Linked DNA regions of Mus musculus: region 2 is linked to region 1. The links are chromatin contacts, called in public Hi-C maps. All regions are on one chromosome and are shown on one strand. Each heading gives the region's core, a stretch centred on a gene start, on an enhancer-like site or on the middle of the called end of the contact. The rest is flanking DNA. Distances are from core to core; before and after follow the strand shown.

Region 1 (5,224 bases), core at 1,322-3,821:
CTGGAGGGGAGTGGAGTTCACCACCCAGGCTGATGGAGCCCTGACTGGGTCCAACAATTGCCTTCTTGGCATGGATGAGTAATGTGAGGGAGGGGACCGCCACCCAGTCACGCACAAAACAGAGTCATACTTGCTCTGGGCCACAGAGGGAAGTGGGTCATAGGGTAACGTGGACTTCAACACTTTGCCTAGGGAAGCTTTCCCCATGACAACATTCCATTCACTTCCCTTCCTAAGAGAAGGGAAAAGAAGTTGAGGAAGGACTAGGAGAACTTTTTCTTATTAAGCTTTTTGTGAGAGTGCGAGAATGTGTGTGTGTGCGTGTATGAGCACATACACCTGTGTGTGCTTGTGTGTGTGTGCTCAAGCACATGTGTGTATATGCATGTATATATGTGTGTGGGTACACGTGCATGTACACCTGTGTGTGTGCACACATGTGTATGTGCCTGTGTGTGGTCATGTGTGTGCATGTGTATGTATGTGTGTGTTTGTGCCTGTGCACCTGTGTGTGTGTATGAGTATGATCATGCACACCTGTGTGTTTGTGTGTGTGTGTGTGTATGTGATGTAGATTGACGTATTTAATTACAGAGATAGGAAGGGCCACAGAGGGCTGCTACCTGGTTCCTCTCACAACAAATTGGAGCAGCTCTGGCCTGCTTGCGTCTTGCTGTCCATCCTGTGGCTTACTCTAGTTTTTCCACTGTGGAGGCTTAACATAAGCAAAATGGAAATTTCAGTTTTGTGCTTCGGATGCGGATGAAATCGGAAAATGTGCTTTCAGATATCAATGCTCTGCATACCCACTGCCTTCTCAAACCCCGACAAGCTTCCTAAAGCCCCTGATGTTGTATCTATGCAGACACTGACCTCCGGCCCCTTCATCAATAAAGGTGAACAACACCAATAGAAAAGGATGTCATCTGACCTCCGCTGACCTTTCCGCCCCAGGCACCTTTAGACACTTACACCTAGGTATCTAGCACTCAATAGGACCAGGAAGAAACAAGCTCAGAGAGGGGGCACAGCTGGCCCAGGGTAACCCAGTGCAGATAAGACTCAACTCAGGCTGGCTGGATCTCTGAGCTCAGAGTCCTAACTGTGTCATTGGAACCTGACTTTTGTACTTTGGGGATGCACATTGAGCCAGAGGTTCAGGTCTCTGGTCACAGAGCCAAAAGGACCTTGGGTCTGTCTGGTGGTGAAGTCACCATAAGGCCTTTTACTCTGGTATGCCTTGCCTTGTTGATCTGGAAACTGGGGGAAATCAAGAGGATTAGATGAGATACATTGCACAATGTGCTATTAGCATGCGCCAAGCCATCAGTCAATGTGGGTTGACATGGGCTTCAGGGCACACCTAGGTAGGAGGGGCAGGGGAGGGACCCAGCAGGAACTTCCTTGATGAAAGCTGTAATTATGGACCCTTTTTCCACACTGGAGGCCCCCGGGGCATTGGGGCACCTCACTGTTCTGGGGGTCAGGTCATATCTCTGCATGGATGGGCAATCACAGGGTTTGGAGGTGAACCAGATGGAGACGAGATGGAAGGTTACTTTGTCTCTGAGCTGGATAGCGGGTCACATCTAGAACTGTACCTCAGAACCCCCACCCACAAAAAAAGATAACTACAGTCCCTTTCCTGGGAGACAGCAGAGTGAGACTTATCCCTAAGGTTTCTGCCCAGATATTTATTGGTTCCTTCCCAAGAGCATATATGTAATGGATTGAATTTGAGCCAAATTCATATTAAATAACAGCTCCTCTCAGCGATGTGCATGCCTGCCAGGATCTGGCTGTGATCTAATGGACCCATCCCAATGGCCCAGCAGGACAGATAGAATCTGTCACTCATGTATGCACAGTGGCTACTGTGTGCATAAACCTGCTCTGGTACTACAGGTATATTATTAGCCCTACGACATTCTTTTATTAACCCTTTACTCACAGACGGAAAACTGGGGCTCAAAGAGGGGAGAGAGGTTGCTCGAGTGTGGACATACTTGATCCATGGGCTTCTTTACCCCCATGAGCCATTGTGATTAACCATTGGACTGTGCAAATTTGACCAGCAAGTTTGTGTCCTGGTCCCCACCACCTAGCACAGTCCCTGCAGACAGATAACAGCATGCTCCTGTCCTTGCATCTTCCGCACTGGGACTCAAGGCTGGCTCATTCTGTATCCATCAAGAACATTCCTTGGTGGCTCCAAGCATCCATGCCTTTAAAGAGCAGCTCGGTGTTCCTGCTCCAGGTTCCTTTGCCAGAGAGCCATACTACAGTGGGTCTGAATGTCTCTCCTCTGGTGACCCCTGATGGCAGGGACCTGTCAGATCACTTGATCCCCAGGACCAATGGTGCTGATTTTTACAGCATTTGTAGAGGTGGGCATCTTCCTTCAAAAGGGTGCTGATTCTCGGGGTCTGGGCTGGAAATGTCTTGGGTTGGGATGGTCATGGTGGACAGCATCATCACAGGCACAGGCAGAAGAGTGGCATGAGCAGGGCGTCCCCTGGGATGGACTTGAGTAGGAAGAAGGAATTGCCCAGAGGCCTCTGAACAGGAACATACTCAGAGGACAGGGAGTTACTGGGCTGGGCGTGTCACTGGCTGCAGGAAGGAAAGGTGAGGGGGATGGGCTGCGAGGATTGCTGGAACCAGGCAGTAGAACGAGCAGAGGAGTCTCAGAGCCTGGGCCCAGGATGGCAGCTCTGAGGTACCCCCCCAATCACCTTTGGAGGGCGGTACCAAAGAGACAGGCTAGAGAGTGACACTACCTGGGGGGCAGCCTCTGAAGACAGCTATGTGGGTACAAGCTTAGCTGGCCCTAGCAATGAATTGTGTGATGTTGGACATGTGACTTTGCTTTTTAGCGCCTCCGTTTGTACCTCTATAAAATGGGGACAATAACACTTGCCTCCAAGACTGTCGTGAGAGCAGCCAGCTAGGCAGGGGAACACTCTGTGGCAGTTTGTACTGTGTATCAGTTGCTTGCTTTTTCAGCCGTGGACAGGAAAGAAGTTCTTTCCGTTCATCTACTGGTCTTGCTCTCTTCTCTTCAGCTTAGCCATTCCCAGGCTGCCAATCTGAGCCAGACTCTGTGCTGAGCTGGTGGGAAGCTACAGGCCTGCCCTGCCCGGGTGAGCTGCTATCTGGCCTTCACTCTTGTCTGTTAGTCACACCCCAGCAAGATCCTGTGGATGAGTCTCCTGTGAGTCCCAGGAGGAGAGTGGAGACCCAGGGCCGAATCAGAAATGACAGAGATGAGAGGACAGGGCTTTTCTTTCAAAAATAAAGCAATCCAATTGGCTCAAGGTCATGAAATTTTTTATTGACTAGTTTTTGATATTAGGATAGTTGCCTGAGGAGCCACAGAGGGACTAGGTGGGCCCCATGAGAGCATGAACATAAGATATCCCTCCCCCAAACCTTGGCCAAACACTCTGACATCATGCAGAACACGGGGAGATCACCAGCGTTACAACAGCTGGGTCTTTTGTTGCTGTGGTTTTTGTTTGTTTGTCTGTTTGTTTGAGCACCTCTATGGCAAGCACTGTAGCTGAACTTTTGGCTACTTTGTGGGTTCCTTTTTTCCCTTCTTTCTCCACCCCTTGGACCCCCTAACACTAGGATAGAGGGGAAAGGGGGTGATGATATCATTAGACTACTTCTTGCTGATTAGGGGCATCGAGTTCCTTGGGACAAGTTTAAATCTTTGCCATCAGGGTATCTAATTTCATCTTTTTGTCTCTTTGCACTTGACTGCTTGACAAACTGCAACAACTGCAACCAACAGCAGCCAACCACCAACCACCCAACCAGCCCCTTCTATGGGAGCTCCCACATTTATACATCCTCCGAAAAGTCCCCAGAATGCCAAGTGTTACACAATCGCAGAAACTGTCTGCGGCTGGCAAAGCCCATGCCTCTGCTAGAGCACTAGGAAAATCACAGTCACCTGCTGTGAAGCAGCCCCAGATCCCACACTTGGGGTTAAAACAAAAACATGTTTCCCATAATATTTCTGTGTTATTTAAAGAAACCTAACTTCTCACTACGAAGTACCATACCAGCTACTTGACAGATACCCAACATCCACGCCAGCAGAGGAATCCATATGCAGATGCTGACATCCGGAAGGCCACCAGCCAGCTGGTGGCAGCCAGGGACACCAAGGGGCTTACGGCAGCTAAACAGCCTTCCAAGGAGCGGAAGGTTGAAGTCCACACGGTTGATGCTCTCTCTGCATCCACAGTCTCCTTACCCACTCCACAGACCGCCACACTTCCTCCTGAGGCTTTGATGGCTTCTCTTCAGATTGCTTTATAGAAATGTTGACAAGACTCGTACTTATGAACAAAACACAATGGTTTTGGTGTCTTGAGCAGACTATCTGCCAAGCTAGCCTGTTTGTGGCCCTCCAACCAGTCTTCACTCGCACAGAGTAGCAAAGGCTTTAGTGTCCTGACGCAAGCCCTGCTGAGATCAAACAAAGCAATATTCTTTCTTCATCTGGCTCCTGCCCCACGGATAGGAGTCCTTCAGAAGATCTGCATAACGTCACACATGCCACATTTCAGGGTTTTTTGTTGTTGTTGCTGTTGTTGGGTAACTTTGTGGTTTAAAGTGACTGTCAAGCGCGACTGGGTAGATAGCTTCATCACTAAAGTGGTTTTTGGTTTTGCGCTCTGTCTGCAGAACCCAAGTCTGCACCAGGCCAGTGAGAGATCCCATCTCGCCCATCTCGAAAAAGCAGTGTGGAGGTTGCCTGAAGGAGGATGTCCGAGGACGCCCTCTGGTTCCCACATAAACATGCACCCTCATGCTCACACCCCTGCAATCATGGAGACACCATATATGCATACATAGACAGCTCTCAGGTATGTGTTCTTCAGCGTAAGAAAGCTGTGGTCCAAGAACATGTATGTCAGGCAAACTTCATTTACACATGAATACATGATTTCTATTAAGTGAGGTGTATTTAAGGCTAGAGAGATGGCTCAGCGGTTAAGAGCACTAGCTGGCCTCATACAGTCATGCATGCAGTCAAAACACCAATGCGCATAAAATACAAATAAACTAGGAAGACAGATGTATTTAAACAGGAGCACATGCAAGCGACAGACCATGATTGGGGAAGGTGCTGTTTTTCTCTCGAAGAGGCCAGGTATTTACCAATCCGGTCTTTGCTGCAACTTTGCAGGATAGATACTGCCAGCAA
Region 2 (5,224 bases), core at 757-3,256, 70 kb after region 1:
CCTGGCCACCAGGAGCGGCCCACTCCGATCTTGGAACGTTTGCCTTGCTTTGCTAAACAAACTCTGCCGAAGTGTTCTGCATCTAGTGACTGAATTCTGTCCTTTGAGAACACAATACGCCAGAGGACCCACCCCACCCAAATCCCATAACTGCAGGATCCACGGCTCGGAGGGACCCACGGATCGGTGGATTACGGCAGACTTACTCAGTGAGCTAGGTGCTCTCCCCACCTTCTGGAATAGAACATATCTCAGCCGTTGTTCTGAGACTCTGAGATCTGACATGGAGCAAGCTCTCATTCCACAGACTTATTATGTTGTTATAAAGTCAACCCTGAGCTGGCTCTGCCCTTTCTAGAATATTCTGTATCCCATCATTTCAAAGCTAGCTCAGGTACACGCTAGGCCCACCATGAGCCATCTTATTATCAAAAACAAAGCGAGAGCACCAGCTGCTGTGGTGAACATCTATAATGCCAGCGCTGGGGACGTGGGGTGGGGTGGGGGAGGATACTGAGGTTGAGACTAGCCTGGGCTACACAACAAGATCATCTCAAAAAAAAAAATAAGATAAATAATTCTTTTTTTTTTTTTGGTGACAGGGTTTCTCTGTGTAGCCCTGGCTGTCCTGGAACTCACTTTGTAGACCAGGCTGGCCTTGAACTCAGAAATCCGCCTGCCTCTGCCTCCCAAGTGCTGGGATTAAAGGCATGTGCCACCAACGCCCAGCCAAGATACACAATTCTAAGGCCATGTACATTTGGAAAACTGCAGGTGCTGGGAAATTGGGAAGTCTATTTACCACTAAAGGTTCTGAGAAGGCCTGCAGCATAGGGACTTGATTGAGCCCAAGATCCTAGGCTGCCAAATCTATGACCACAGGCGTCTCATGGCCCTAGTGGGTTGCTTTGCAGCTGGGTAACTGTGAATGCAGAGTTACTTCCAAAACATACTTTGGAAATATCTGTTCAAATCTAAAATATAATGATAGAGGTGTCTCTGTGTGTGTCCTTGTGTGAGCACGCACACATGTATGTGTGTGTGTGTGTCTGTGTGTACATGAGTTTGTGTGTGCATGTTTGTATGTGTATGTGTGCCTGCACATGTATGTATGTATGTGCATATATATGTGGGTGTGTACATGTGTACGCACATGTGCTTATATGTGTGTGTATGTGTGCATGCACATGTGTATGTGTGTATATATATGTGTGTGTGTGCACATGAGTGTGTGCATTATGTGTGTGTACGCACATGTATGTATGTGTATATATGTGTGGGTCTGTGTATGTTTACACACATGTGTGTACGTGTGTGTGCATGTATGTATGTCTGACTCATGCATGGGGAGGGAATTACCCACAAAGAGGAGCCCAATGCTATGAGCAAGGACTTGAGAGCCCTTCTGCCCCGCATTAGTATCTAGAAGTCGTTCACTCTTATGCTCATTTTCTCAGGGTCCTCTCTTCCTCTTGCTTCACAGAGGATAGGGCGAGCAGGGTGGTAGGGTCAATCTGAGAGGGCTTCCTGGAAGGAGTGTGGAGCTGACTGAGGAGGAGGAGGAGCATCCTGTGGCAGGGAGGAGGGCAGGGGTGAGCATGCCACACCCTCAGGACACTTGGCTCTTTGCACACTGTCAAAGCCAGCTGTTGGCTCTCTGCCCTGGCTTCCAGGTCTACAAACCTCTCCTGAGTCAGCTCTGGGTTCCAGCTGGGGAGGGGTCAGGCTCTTTCCTGCTTAGGGACCAGCGCCATCGTCAGGGCTACAAAGCTCTTCTCTCTTCCTCCAGGGTAGGGACTGCAGTGGGAGAGACAAGCTACAGTCAGCACAGTTGGGCTACTAAGGACTGTGTGCCTATAGTCACTTCCCCTAAGGAAAAGGCAGCCAACCCAGAACACAGAGACAGGGAGGGAACCCCCAGGGCAGGAACCTGACTCAGGCTTTCTCAGGTTCCTCTAGAGATCCCCTTGGCCAATCAGAGGAGTGAGGGGGGAAGGAAGTGGGTGCTACCACAGAGGTGGGAGAGGCTCTGAGCAGGTGCTGGCCAGCTCCATGGCCCAGCCCAGAGCTGGGAGCGGCTGGGTGCCTCCTTTCCACCCTCTCAGCTGACAGGGCAGGGCTACAGAGCATGCAGGGACCTGGGACCGAAACTAAGCAGTGTGTTCACCAGGGACCCTCTCCCAGGTGGGGACGCCAGACAGCTTTCAGCAACCCTGGAGCCTGCCCCGCCCAGGACTCAACCTCTAGAAACCAGACCAATATCCCAATATCCCCCTCGTGAAGCAATGACAGAGGGAGAGAGAGAAGGCCACGAGGACCGTCAGGGGGATCTTTACACAGAGTGCTTTTCTCTGTCCGTGTCTCAGCTCGGTGCTAGAATTACAGCAGAGACCCAGACTAGATTTGTCTTCTTAAAGGCTGGGGCCTTGGCCAAGTCCCTGCACCCCTGTATACCTCAGTGGTCTCCACTGACAGAAGGTTTCTTCCTCTCTTCAAGGTTTCTTCCTTTCTTCTTCCACCTGGTTCTTCAAGGACAAGCTGACTCAGCCTTGGCTGGAGGGATGAGACACCTGACGAGAAGCAGGTGCACGGTTGCCACAGACCCACAAGTGGCAGCAGCTGCTTTGCGAAGTCCCTATGTGGGGACCCTCAGCCTGCATCACACCCTAGTCTCCGTGTGTTCGGCTAACCCATCCTCTACCCCACCCACACTCTCACCTCCCACCTCCCATCCCCCACCCCCCACACCCATCAAAGGGGTCCCCAGCTCCAGAGCTGGAGAACGTCTAAGAGCAAATAAAACAGACCTTGGGCCCATTACAAAGGTTCTGACTCAAGGCTGGGCCAAAGATCTGTGGTCAAACGTGTATTGTGGATGCCTGGGTTCAGTCTCCAGCACAGACAAAAAGATGGGGGGGGGGTCACTGGGGCAAAGTGGAACACAGACACTAAATTTTTGCTTGTTTTTCAAACTTCTAGGACACAGACACTATTTTGTTTGTTGGTTTGTTTGTCAAACCATTATGAGCCTTTCCCATCCCACCTCCCCACACCCAGTGCTAGGAGTGGAACCCAGGGCCTTATGCATATGAGGCACCCCCCCTGTTACTGAGCCCCACCCCTAGCCTGTCAGAGTCCTAAAAGTAAAGTGACCGCTACAGCCAGAATAATCGTTTCTCTGTGTCTATTGGTGGAGAGTTCGCACAGAGAGTGTAGGGGTCAGACGACAACCTTGGCCGTTGTCCTCAGGGGCCTTCTACCTTTTGAGACTGTGTCTCTCATTGACCTGGAACTTCAGAGGCCAGGCTAGCTAGTCCTCAACCTTCTGTGGACCCATCTGCTGGTGTGTGTGTGTGTGTGTGTGTGTGTGTGTGTGTACGCATGCGCACATGCAGGTGTGGGAAGTCACAGGACACTGTCAGGAGTCAATTCTCTCCTATCTTTACACGGTTTCTGAGGCTCAAATGCAGGCTGTCAGGTTTGCTTGGCAAATGCTGTTAGGTGCTGAGGCATTTCACTGCGTGTACACACACACACACACACACACACACACACACACACACACACACCATATTGGCATTTTACCTGAATCCTGGGAATCTAATCTCATGTCCTTACAGTTGCTGGGCAAGGACTTTACATCTGAGCCATCTCCTGTCCTGGCTGGAATTGTTTTATTTTATTTTAAAGATTTATTTATTTTATGTGTTTGTGTTTATGTATGTGCCTATACATTTGTGTATATGTATATGTATGTTTGTGTATGTGTCTGTGTTTGAGTGTGTTTGTATATGTGTATGTTTATGTTTGTGTATGTGTATATGTATGTTTGTATATGTGTATGTATATGTGCATGTGTGAATGCCTGGATGTATGTGTATGTACTGTGTGTGTCTGCCTGGTGCCCACACAGGCCAGAAGATGGCATCGGAAACGCTGGAAATAGACTTACAGGCAGTTTTGAGCTGTCATGTGGGTGCTGGGAACTGAGCTCAGGTCCTCTGCCAAAGCTGCCAGTGAGTGCTCTTCACCACTGAATTAACAGAATCATTTCTCCAGCTTCCAGATTTTTTTTTAAAAATCACCTGGAGAAAGAAGTATTGGAAAGCACCTTGTAAAAATGTGGGCGGTTTCTTGGACTTCTGTTGCTGTTTATTTCTATTTTTTATTTTTTGGCTTGGACGTACTGTTTCGTTTCCTTTGAGATGGGGTAGGGTTCAGCTGGTAAGATGTTTGTCTAGCATGCACCACGTCTGGGTTCCATCCCCAGCACCATAGGAACCAGCTGTGGTGATCTGAGACCATAAACCCAGCACTTGGGAGACAGAGAAGCATGAGTTCAAGGTCATCCTGGGCTACATAGTGAGTCTGAGGTTAGCACAGAGTACATAAGACCCTGAAGAGAGACATACAGAGACAGACAGACAGACAGACAAAGGCAGAGAGAGAGAGAAGAAAAGAAAAGAAAAGGAAAGAAGAGAAGAGAAGAGAAGAGAAGAGAAGAGAAGAGAAGAGAAGAGAAGAGAAGAGAAAAGAAAAGAAAAGAAAAGAAAAGAAAAGAAAAGAAAAGGAAAGAAAAGGTGTTTGCTGAGTGTCATAGCACACACTTGTAGTCTTGACAGTTGGGAGTTTGAGGCAGGAGGATCCTAAGTTTGAATCTAGCCTTGATTATATAGTGACACCCCATCTCAAAATAAATCAACGAATGAACAGAGGGTTAGAAGATAGAATTAACTAACTTATAAGTTTAAAGGCAGATTGTAGGGGCTGGGCTGTGGCTCCACACCGGAGCATTTACCCAGCATGCTTCAGGGCTGAGGTTTGATCCTCAGAGCCACAATAAAAGGGAGTGACAGGTTATGAAAAAAAGTGCACAGTGAAGCCCGCATTGTAAATGTATATATTTTTAAAGGGCTGTGTGGTTGGTCTATATGTCCCTCCAAGGTCCCCAGTGATGGTTTCCAGGAGGTGGGTAGCAGAGACACATTGCTAGGATCATTCTGTAGCCAACTGTGTGCTCTCAGGGAAAAGAGACATTTGTATCAACATCGATGGGAGCCACTACCCACCTTGGCTGACTCATGTGACATCTCCAGGCCATCGCGTGGGCTGACGCCAGGCCGCCTTCTCTCAAACCGCCAGGTGTGTCTCTGTGGTTTGGGCCTGCTTTTCATTTTCTTCCTCTTTGTTCACCCTGGCAGCAGACAGGCTACTGCCAGCATTA

Evidence for each region. A called contact is a pair of places that touch in the nucleus more often than the background predicts.
Region 2: a Hi-C map of trophoblast stem cells shows a contact between it and region 1, with 1.7 times the contacts expected there. The contact joins two enhancer-like sites. A contact is called at or near these places in 4 of 39 promoter capture datasets (the C10 cell line, cranial neural crest and fetal liver), 2 of 15 datasets of contacts at CTCF or cohesin (large pre-B cells and stem cell-derived epiblast-like cells), 36 of 484 Hi-C or Micro-C datasets (B cells, the C2C12 cell line, the CH12 cell line and 21 more), 8 of 115 datasets of contacts at active chromatin or transcription factors (bone marrow-derived dendritic cells, embryonic stem cells, fetal liver and 1 more) and 1 of 9 other capture datasets (embryonic stem cells).

What each region holds. Positions count from the first base shown.
Region 1 is chr4:135,589,495-135,594,718 of GRCm38.p6, forward strand. No RefSeq gene overlaps it. Among named protein-coding and RNA genes, the nearest start is that of Grhl3, 18 kb to the left of the region's middle. Within about 2 kb of position 2,572, at least 5 of the 459 cell types and tissues checked have an H3K27ac peak or open chromatin away from gene starts, as enhancers often do. A contact at or near this core is called in trophoblast stem cells, where this site is marked.
Region 2 is chr4:135,659,600-135,664,823 of GRCm38.p6, forward strand. No RefSeq gene overlaps it. Among named protein-coding and RNA genes, the nearest start is that of Gm30941, 8.2 kb to the left of the region's middle. Within about 2 kb of position 2,007, at least 69 of the 459 cell types and tissues checked have an H3K27ac peak or open chromatin away from gene starts, as enhancers often do. A contact at or near this core is called in trophoblast stem cells, where this site is marked.